Regions from separate parts of the Zea mays genome. Here region 1 is linked to region 2. The links are chromatin contacts, called in public Hi-C maps. All regions are on one chromosome and are shown on one strand. The core of a region is the stretch at or near the end of the contact, and the rest is flanking DNA. Distances in the headings are between cores, read along the strand shown.

Region 1 (5,057 bases), core at 569-3,068, 610 kb after region 2:
CAAGAGCAAGAGACCATTCAGCATATTATGTTGAAGTGTATTTTCTCCAGGGATACTTGGACAAGAATCCTGCTATGTGTTGGTCTGGTGGATTTGGCACCTAACCATGACGCCACTGGTTTTTCAGTGTGGTGGAGCAGAGCTGTAAGAAGGGTGCCTAAAGAGAAAAGGAAAGGGATCAATTCCCTAACTATTTTGGTAGTATGGTCTTTATGGAAACATAGGAATGCTTGTGTGTTCGATGGTCGGGATCCCAGTGTGTCGGTAATCTGTCAGGAGGTAGAAGCTGAGAGTAGGCTTTCGGTTATGGCTGGAGACAAGGTGCTCCAGGAGCTGCTCGGCAGGGCTTCTTAGCTGCATGCCTGAGCAGCTGGTAGGGTCGTGTTTTGTGTTGTTTAGGGAGTGAGTTGTAACCACTTGCTTTTGGGTTGAGGGCTTGAGGCGAGGTCTACCCCCTCTTGTTGTACCTTTATTCCTTTCTTAATGAAATGGCAGGCAGCCAGCGTTGTTCGAGAATAAAAAAAATTTAAAGCACAACCAAAATTCATTAGGTGGATTTATACATGTGCTATCCATTTTAAACCCAACTCTCCAGAGGCATTACGAAAATATTGAATAAAAGACAATAACAAACCTGACAATAATCCCAAGTATTGGATTCTGAATAAATGGGGTCAGGATGATTCCAATGGAGAATCAAACAGGAGCTCTACTTTATCCTCGGAGCTACATTGTTCACCTTTTGAGCCATGCTAGAGAAAAGCTATAGCACGATCACTTTTGACATGCAATGAGAGTAGCCACATAATATATGTGAAAAATGGTTAACTTTCTGTATGGTATTATTTTTATCATTTCCAGCCAGAAAGTTCCCTAACAACTGATGTCGGTATTGATCCCAAGCTGCTATGTGATTTAGCAGGCATAGCTCGCATGCAAGAAAGGTGTGAATTGGCACTGTCCAAACTTTAGGCACATGATCTAAGCAGCAGATACCAGCAACACAAGTAGGACTAACCATTACCATTGATCGCAAAAAAAAAAAAAAACAAATCAAAATTTGACTGCTTTTACGATAAGAATTTTGTGTGAACACTGGAAATTCGGTGACGCAGACAGATATGGCAATTTGATGTGACTACAAATCTTGGTTATTGCACATTGCTGATATTCAGCATGCGTGTAGGTTGGACTTGAAAAAACAAGAATAACTGTTAAATCCTTTGGCACACATGGAATTACGATAACAACCGATACCGATACATACTCAATTTGTGACCATATAGTCTGTCATCTATTGAATGATCTCTGAAGGTGTAATAATAAACATGACAAAATTGTCATCACAGTAGCAATGCAATCGAGAAACACTGAAACAGTTTAACAACAAAGCCAGAAAAAGAAAAGGTTCTAGTCCAACCCACGAATCATGCAGACCAAACAACAAATCAAGTTTATCTGTAGGAAGCAAGTACCCGGTTCAGAACACCCGGCGTCTGCCTCTTGGCCCCCAGAGCGCATCCCAGCACGGCGGCGCCGCGACACCGCGCGGCCGCGGAACAGGGCAAGAAGCCGCTAAGTCTGACGTGAGTTGGCGGCAGCGTCCTCAACGAGGGAAGACAGGCAACGGGCGGCGCGGCGCAAGAACCCGCCATCGTCATCCACTTTCAGGCGTCGATTCCAATCCACAAAGAGGAGGGACGGAGGGAAGCGCTTGAAGCGATGTGTGTGGCGGCGTACCCGGGACAGAACAAGGATGGCTGCGCTGCGCGGCGCGGCGCTGGTCATGTGGAAGGGGAGGAGGAGAACATTGCTAGGTGGGCTGAGACCTGGGGATGAGAGAGGAGAGAGGAGAGGAGACGGCACGGCACGGTACCAGTTGGGCTGAGGCCGCAACTTGGCTGGTTTGGTGGCTTCCTCTGGCGGCCTCGCTGGCTGCTGTGGTGCTGGTGCGCGGGTGGGGAGGAGATGGACTGGACGCCTTTGGATAACAGGTGGCGCACCATCTTTGCTTGCCTACTCTCTGCCGGCTGCCGCGGTATTCTACGTTTTTTATCGTGTACAGTACATGCTTGTTTGGTTTGGTGGAGCTAGTTTGTACATGAATTATCGAAGCGCTCTCATTATATCCAGCTCTGATCTAGGATTTTTTTATGCTAAAGTTCCAACTCATGAACCTGAATGAGTGATGCAAGCATACCTCAAAAACTTAAAAAAAATCGTCACTCCGTGTATTTTCGGTAAACCTATATTTTAGGGCATGTTTTTTTGAATTATAATTTGTCTAGATTATATAATCTAACTTATTTTAAACTAACTTAGAATATATTTATTTGGAATTTATAATCTTCCCAAATTATAGAATCTAACTTATTTTAAACTAACTCTTAATTCAAAATAAATTGAATTATATAATCTATGTAAATTATAATACCAAACAAACAACCTCTTAGACTAGTTTGGGAACAAGGGATTCCATTTTTTCCAAGGAAAAATGAACTAATTTCTCTTAAGAAAATGAAAATCCTTTGAAAAAAATATGGTTATTAAACTGGCTCTTAATTTAGAATAAGTTAGATTATATAATCTAGACAGATTATAATCTAAAAAGACAAATATTAAGTCATAGGATATGTCATCTACAAATAGAGATGTATTTTGTGAACGTAGTCCAAACAACAAATCATACCAAGTGTCGATGAACTAGGCACCAAAATAATGTGCACAGTTCAGTTTCTTGTTTAAGAAGGATTCTTCGGGCTTTTTGGTTTAGCTTTTCAACATGCTTTGGTTTTTATAAAAGCTAAAAATCAATAAAAAATAGTTGTCTCTTGACAAAAGTCACGACCAGAACTAATACAAATTTAAAAGCACATTTATCCCTATTTTCACCTACCTTTGACTTTTAACTATTCATGGAAATTACTCACATGTCATTGGTTATGAAAAATAGTAGCTTCTTTTTTTTTACTTTTCCCGTACACAAGACTACTTTCCATCCACGATAGCGGCGTGGCCTACCTGAGTGGCGGCGTGAATAGCCCCCATGTAGCCAGCTTTGGTGTGACATAAATGGTACGATTGGTACCGGCACGACTAAAGACGGCTCGTAATTTTATACCTATGAATCGGTTAAGGAGAAGAAAAGATGACCCAATGATAGAACGGGTACATGTACGTACTAATTAAATTTGTACCCGTGTATCCATGGTACAAAATACCGAAATATTATTTTCTAAAATTTTATTCTAGCTCAATGATTTGTCTTGGGCTCCTGACTCCTGAGCACAACTACATAGGCCTTAGGACACATGACAGCAGTAGATAGACAATCGATCAAAATAGTAAAGCAAATCCAAAACTCCAAGCTTTTGTGATGCCACTCTTCGCTAATGCGTAATTCAAGCGACCAAGTCACATAAAGGCACGTGTCACGCTCGCACTTGGAAGATGGAAGACGGAAGGTCGGACGTTGCTGCTCGATGCTCACCATTTGACAAAAAATAAAGTCGGGCAAACAAGTGTAGCTCCACCACTCTAGAGGGTACAGGTACCCTTCGGATATAGAATACCTGGCGGGTCCGGTTATGGATATGGAATTGTAGCCATGTACGGGTATGTGTATTGGAGCGAGAAGTATTTATTAGTCTAACGGGGTCGGGTCTGGAATAGCAAAATCCAGCGGGTCTTCATCTATTGCCATCTCTCGGCGTGACCTACACTGTCTACACTCTACATAATGAAGGAGGAGGAGCTGACGAGCAAGGTTCACTTATGAGTGAGAGAGGGAAATATTTGAGTAGTGAGAAATGTGGATGACATATATTGTCCATTTACAAGATTTTTTTCAAAAGCTAATGGCTACTTTAGAATGCAGCATTTTTCAAGCATAGGGACAAGAAAAGTGTAGAATTATAGTTGCATGACACTTGCAATTCCATAGGAAATTTCTAGAAATCCTCCAAATTCTCACTACAATGGTCCATTTCATAGAAATTTTATAGGATTTTGTAAGAATTCAATCCTTTGTTTCAAAGGACCGAAAATTTTATATAGGATTTCAATCCTTCAAATTTTCTTCACTTTTCCTTTGTTCCAAATGAGGCCTAAACCTGTTCAGCTAAACGACTTTTAGGACCCCTTTGACATGGCTCTTTGGGCAACTCCGTCTTTGGCAGTTCCAAATGAGCTGGAACTGTTTTCAAAGGAATATGAGTCCTACCAAATGGGTCATTAATATTTTCACAACTTATATCTCAAAGTAACTTTTTTTGTAGCCTATAAGGGGGTGTTTGGGAGTGAAGTTTTTTCACAGTTTTAGAAGAATACTGCAGTATTCTCAAATACTGCAGTATTATATACATAATGATGTTTGGAAAGCTAGCTAAAATCTCTGTTTTCAAAACTGAAGTATTGCAAATACTATAATTGTTTTAAGGTATTCTAAACTTAGATCTGGACCTCAGTTTCCAAAATTGTGGTATTGTCATGACTAAAATATACTGTAGTATTTCAAAAACTGTGGTTTTCAAAAACTTTGTTCCCAAACAGGGCCTAACTCTTTTTTTTTCTCAAAAGCCACAACTCAATCCAATAACATCCTTAATAGACTTTACAGCACATGGCTGCATTTAACATGTAAACTTCGCTTGTTTCTTTAAAGCTCTTGGCGATAATATCTATTGTACGTCACAAAGCTTACATTGAAGAGCCTTATCCAAAGAAAGCCTGGAATATTGTCTACAAAATATACGAAAGGCAGGGAAGACAATATACAATTTCTTTTTACATACAACATGTCATCAGAGTATCAATAATCGAAGCCTTTAGATAATTTATGAAGCAATCCTCAAAGTTCCAGATTCTAATTTGGTAATTGTTAGGAAGTGAATGAACTCAAGTGTATGGAGAGAATAAAAGGTACTCCTTCCTTTTCAAACTAAATTTGTTTTAAATAATTAATAAGTTCATATAATACTTGATGTATATTATATATATATATATATATATATTTAAATTTATCATCGCCCATTTAACAATTGGGCAATGTCCAGCAC
Region 2 (4,869 bases), core at 2,214-4,713:
TCTTATTAAGCAGCCGCGGATCTTTGCTGGCCACCAGGACACCAAACCAGACACGCTCCTATGCTATGCATGATTACAATTTTTACACGAACCTAAACGCCAAAAGAACAAGTTGTGCATTTTTATGTACCTCGTGCGGAACCAGAATCAAAGAATGTACACTGCTCAAGCGAGCACACCAAAGGAACGAAGCGTACAAATTCTATGCCTCGGACACCAGCTCCTTTTTGCTGACGGCCAACGGTGCGGGGATGACGGTGCTGGCGATCCCCGGCCACCAATACTGCTGCAGCCGCTCGACGCCGGGCAGCTGCCACACGACCTCCGGTTGCTTCCGGCGCCGCGGCGGCGCCCTGGCCAGCGCGCTGAGCGCCCTGAAGTAGTTGCTGGACTCGTGGTCCCGGAGTATGGCGCCCCCCGCGCCGTAGGCAGACAGGTCGCTCAGTGTCTCGAGCGGGTGCGGCGAGTTGAGGAACGCGCGCAGCGCGCTGGCCACCAGAGCCCTCGGCGGGCGCTCCGCGCCGCCACGGAGGCCGGCGTCGTCCGAGTCGAGCCGGAACAGCGCCGCGCCCTCGGGGAGAAACGGGTGCCGCGGCGACACGCTGCTGTCGGGCTGCAGGATGTACGTGGAGCCCATGGGCGTGTACAGCGCCTTGTGCGTGTTGAGGCACGGGTGGGTGCGGAGCACGCCGTTGAGGCGCTTGAGCAGCGCGATGGCGTGGCCCGGGTAGCGGCACGAGAAGGCCCTGGGCACGATGTCGCGGTGCATGGCCACGGACCGGACGTGCGCCTCGCCGACGCCCAGGGCCTCCAGGACGCGGTTCCCGCCGCAGAACACGGACGGCGCCCCGAACGTGACCACCGGGTGCAGCGCGTCGGGCGTCACCACGCCGCGCGCCAGCAGCATGAGGCTGACCAGCACCGCGAGGCTGCCGCCGAGCGAGTGGCCCGTGAGCCGCAGCCGCGGCGGCGCGCGCCCCGCGTGCGCCCGCAGGTGCGCCTCGATCTCCGGCATGACCTGCTCGTAGATGCCCTTGGCCGCCTCGTAGATGCCCCGGTGCACCAGCACGCCGGTGCCCTCGAACTCGGTGGGCTCGAACAGGAGGTTGGCCTGCCACGACGCCAGCGAGTCGGAGCCCTGGATGACGAGGCACCGCGTCCGCGCGTCCGCCTCGTCGCACACGAACCACTCGCACGGCGACGACAGCGGCGACCGCAGGTCGCGGGCCGCCTCCTGCCGCGCCTCGTCCTCGGCGGCCACCACCGCCGTCACCGTCGACGCGGCCATGTACGCGGCCACGCCCGAGTTGTACAGCCTGCCCTGACCCGCTGCCTGCTGCTGCTGCCGCGTCGGCGCGCCGAACGAGAGCAGGCCGCGCGCGCGCGCGTGGACGTAGGACGCGGCCGACGCCGCCACCTCGTAGGCCAGGTGCGACGACCGGATGGGCCGGCGCGGCTGTGGGCCGGAAGCCACCTCGTACGCCGGCGCGGTGCGCGGCCGCGTGGAGTCCGCGTCCAGCTTGGCGCTTATGATGCCGGCCTCCGCCTTCTTCTCCAGAGACGACGTCACGAACCGCAACCCGTAGTGCCTCTTCAGCTCCTCGACCTGAAACCAAACCAACGGGCACTCTTCAGAGATCAAATGCTCCTGGTACTTCGCATTTCATATCTGTCACGTATTACTACTGATCGGCTGCATTCACGATCTACTAAAAGTCTAAAACTAACAGGTTTTCCATCGAAAAATATCAGGAGTCAAGTAGCATGGTGCCATCACATCACGACGTTGTTTTTCAATAATGAATATAGACAATAATTTCGCCGCGATTTGCAGCTATATGGAACTTTCCAGCCAACTACCTGGAGGAAACAGCAGAAAACTACGTGCAGATTTCCTCCATAATAATTCTAGAAAACTACGCATCGATTCTTGAATACTAATGGTCACAACTCACGAGGACTAATAGGAAGCAATAGGCGCACACGTTGTTCTTGGTGGGGCTCGCCAGGGTGTACCTAATACTAATACATGTGTGCGCCAGGACAGATCGTTTCGACTTTCGAGCTAGCATGCTGCGAGGCGAATTAAAGCCAAGGTCCTACCTAAATGTGTCGCCGCGAAATTCTTTATTCGAGTGATCGAGTCAGGACAGATCGTTTCGAGCTAGCCCCACTAAATTCTTCCAAAAAAAAATCAAAAAAGGAAAATAAACAACAAGTGGCAGTGGGACCGCATTCACCTTCGGCCTCTGACGTACTGCAGAGAGCAGTTGGGCCACTGCACGTGGGCCCTGTCACACGCGGGGCCCACGCGTCAGTGGCTCCTCCCCACGTCAGAGGATCTCGTTCCCCTTCAGGACAGGCTAGGCCAGGCAGCGACGGCGTCCAGATCAGACGAGCCCCGAGCTAGGCGGCCATGGTTTATCATTGTGAATTTGTGATGCTATGCTATAGGTGTGTGTGGTCGCGCAAATGGCTCACCTTGATCTCGGGGATGACGTAGGCCATGTTACAGAGGAAGGCCAGCTGCGCGAACAGCCGCGCCTCTCCGAGCGGGGCCCGCGCCAGCAGCTTGGCGAAGGAGTCGCGGTCCCACCTGGCGTCCTCCTCCTCGCCGTCGTCCTCGTAGCTGACGCCGCACCCGCCGTCGTGGTGGTGGTCAGCGTCGAGGCGGTAGAGGTCCTCGTCGTCGTCGTCGTCGTCGTGGTCGAGGACGTCGCGCCAGGTCGGGTCGTGGAAGCGGGAGCGGACCTCCAGGAGGCGGTCGAGCCAGTGCGCCTCGGGCCTCCTGGCGGGCGGCATTTCCGGGCAGGGCTCCGGCGGGTCGGCGTCGTCGGCGACGGTGAGGAGGCGGGAGCCGTCGCCGCCGCCGTCGGGCAGCGGCGGCGGGCGCAGCGGCGCGGCGCCGAACTGGAACGGGAAGACGCCGATGGAGCGGCTGGTGGTGAGCGCGGCGCCCGCCGCGCCCCCGCGGCGGGGGCAGCGGAGGTGCGGCTCGGAGCGCGAGCGCCGGATGCCGGCGTGCATGGTCGCCGGCTCCCTCCTGGCCCCGCGGCGCCGCCCCGACGCCGCCGCCGCCGCGGCGCCCGCGGCAGCGACGGTAGCCACCATGTCCGCGTTGTGATCTTGGAGGCAGAGAAGAGAGGCGCGCGAGGAGAGAGGGGAGTTTAATTCGGCAGATGGCCCTCTGTCCTCCGCGCGGTGGAGATGTTGGGCGTTGGTGGTTAGCTTCTTGGTGGTGACCAGACCAGACCAGACCAGCAACAGAGACGGGCGGGTTTGGTTGGTCAGCCCGTGCGGTGTTGCAGGGCACGGCGCAATTCTGCAGCAAATGGCTATGCGGGCTTTAAAAAGCGCACGGTTTGGGAAGGGCAGCCCGGAGGTGGAAACCGAGGGTGGTGACGGGGCAAGAAGCCGGAGACGCCACGACAGCGTGAGGACCGGTGAAGACGTGAACAAATAGGCCAATGGATTTCGACACTTGTTCAGCCGCAGCAGCAGGCTATTTGAGACCAGATCGGAGGGGTATTTCCGGGAATACTGAACACTGGCATGGCACCTTACGCGAGCAGTAAAAAGTATACAGCGCTGCCTGCTGCTGCTGCACCTGCATGCGGGGGCGGGTCGAGGGTGGGCGGCGGAGACGGGAGGGAAAAAAGAATAAAAAATGGCAGCAGGTTCGTCCGGCATCGGTGTCTCCGCCGCCCGCAGGAGACGAAAAGAAAGAGGGGCGGAAGCAGCATGAGTGTCTTGCTTGGACGGAGTGAGCACTCTACGTCCCTTAGGAGGAGGCTAGGAGTATTATGGCTGTAAAAATAAATAAATAAATCGCTGGTAGTTACTCCAAACGCCCGTTCTTCTGTGTCTGTTACCACTACCGAACTTCCAGCTCGACCGACCTGTTCCATTTTCTTTCGCTCGGACAAAGACAAAGGCAAAGACCTTCAGCCGCATGCAATGCAACGCAGGAGCCTGACCTACCGAGCTTGCCCTCGCCGCAGCTTGTGCTTGTCTGAGACATTCTGATGAGACCGAGGGGCGAGGGCGAGGACAGGATACACGAAGCGGGTATCGGAGACGCCGTCCCTTGCGTGGACGCCAACGATGCGGAAACCTTGTTGCAGCCAAGTAAAAAAAAAAAAAACAAGCATTGCGACAGCGACCGATTCATCAACGACGACGGGTTATATATAGTTTTCTTCTTCTTCTTCTTCTTTTTCCCCCTTTTTATTAGCAAGAGGATGGAGTCGAGACCGGCCATTGGAGCGTCTCTCTAAAGATTAGCATTACGCAGTGCAAGGTTTGATCGACGAGTACATTGGAGCGAACTACTGCTATTGTTGTGTCTATATAGATCTCGCTGGTGATGGCGAGGAGAGCGATCTTGTGTGTGTGTGTGTGTGCAGAGTGCAGACGACGCCAGAGCCACAGCAGGTGTGGTAAGGTAGTAGAATGAAATGGATTGAATGGCGATATGAATGCTCATCAGTCATCATAAGGCTGGCACACCGAGTACCACCACGATCTGACGATGGACGGCGCGGTGTGTGTGCGCATGAGAACAGTTGCCACTCACATCACATGCTCATCACTCTGGTGTGTAGACGTGTACTCCTGCCAGCGGGCAGCGCTCTCTGCATCTGCACGCATTCACTCTCGATCGCTGCTCCGCGCTACGTACGTACGCAGGTACGCTGCCTGGCCTGGCTGCCTCTCCCTCCCTCGCTCCCTCCCGTCGGCACCACGGGGGCGGTGGCACATGTGCGACTGCATGCCTCGCACGGTGGCGGTCTGGCGGACGCTGGGGAGTCGAGACTCGAGAGTGCAGCCACACCGCAGGCAAGCATGGGTTGCCCTGTCCTCGCGTGG

What was found. A called contact is a pair of places that touch in the nucleus more often than the background predicts.
Region 1: a Hi-C map of ear shows a contact between it and region 2, with 2.2 times the contacts expected there. The contact joins the promoter of LOC100282381 here to the promoter of LOC100502484 in region 2. A contact is called at or near these places in 2 of 25 Hi-C or Micro-C datasets (ear and tassel).

The regions. Positions count from the first base shown.
Region 1 is chr3:224,325,083-224,330,139 of Zm-B73-REFERENCE-NAM-5.0, forward strand. It overlaps LOC100282381 (cysteine sulfinate desulfinase/cysteine desulfurase and related enzymes), which reads right to left and starts at 1,819. Exons shown (of 6, transcript NM_001368949.1): 1 at 1,476-1,819. The coding sequence starts at 1,661.
Region 2 is chr3:223,718,179-223,723,047 of Zm-B73-REFERENCE-NAM-5.0, forward strand. LOC100502484 (alpha/beta-Hydrolases superfamily protein) reads right to left here and starts at 3,464. Exons shown (of 2, transcript NM_001196962.2): 1 at 2,482-3,464; 2 at 105-1,606. The coding sequence starts at 3,111. The coding sequence ends at 203.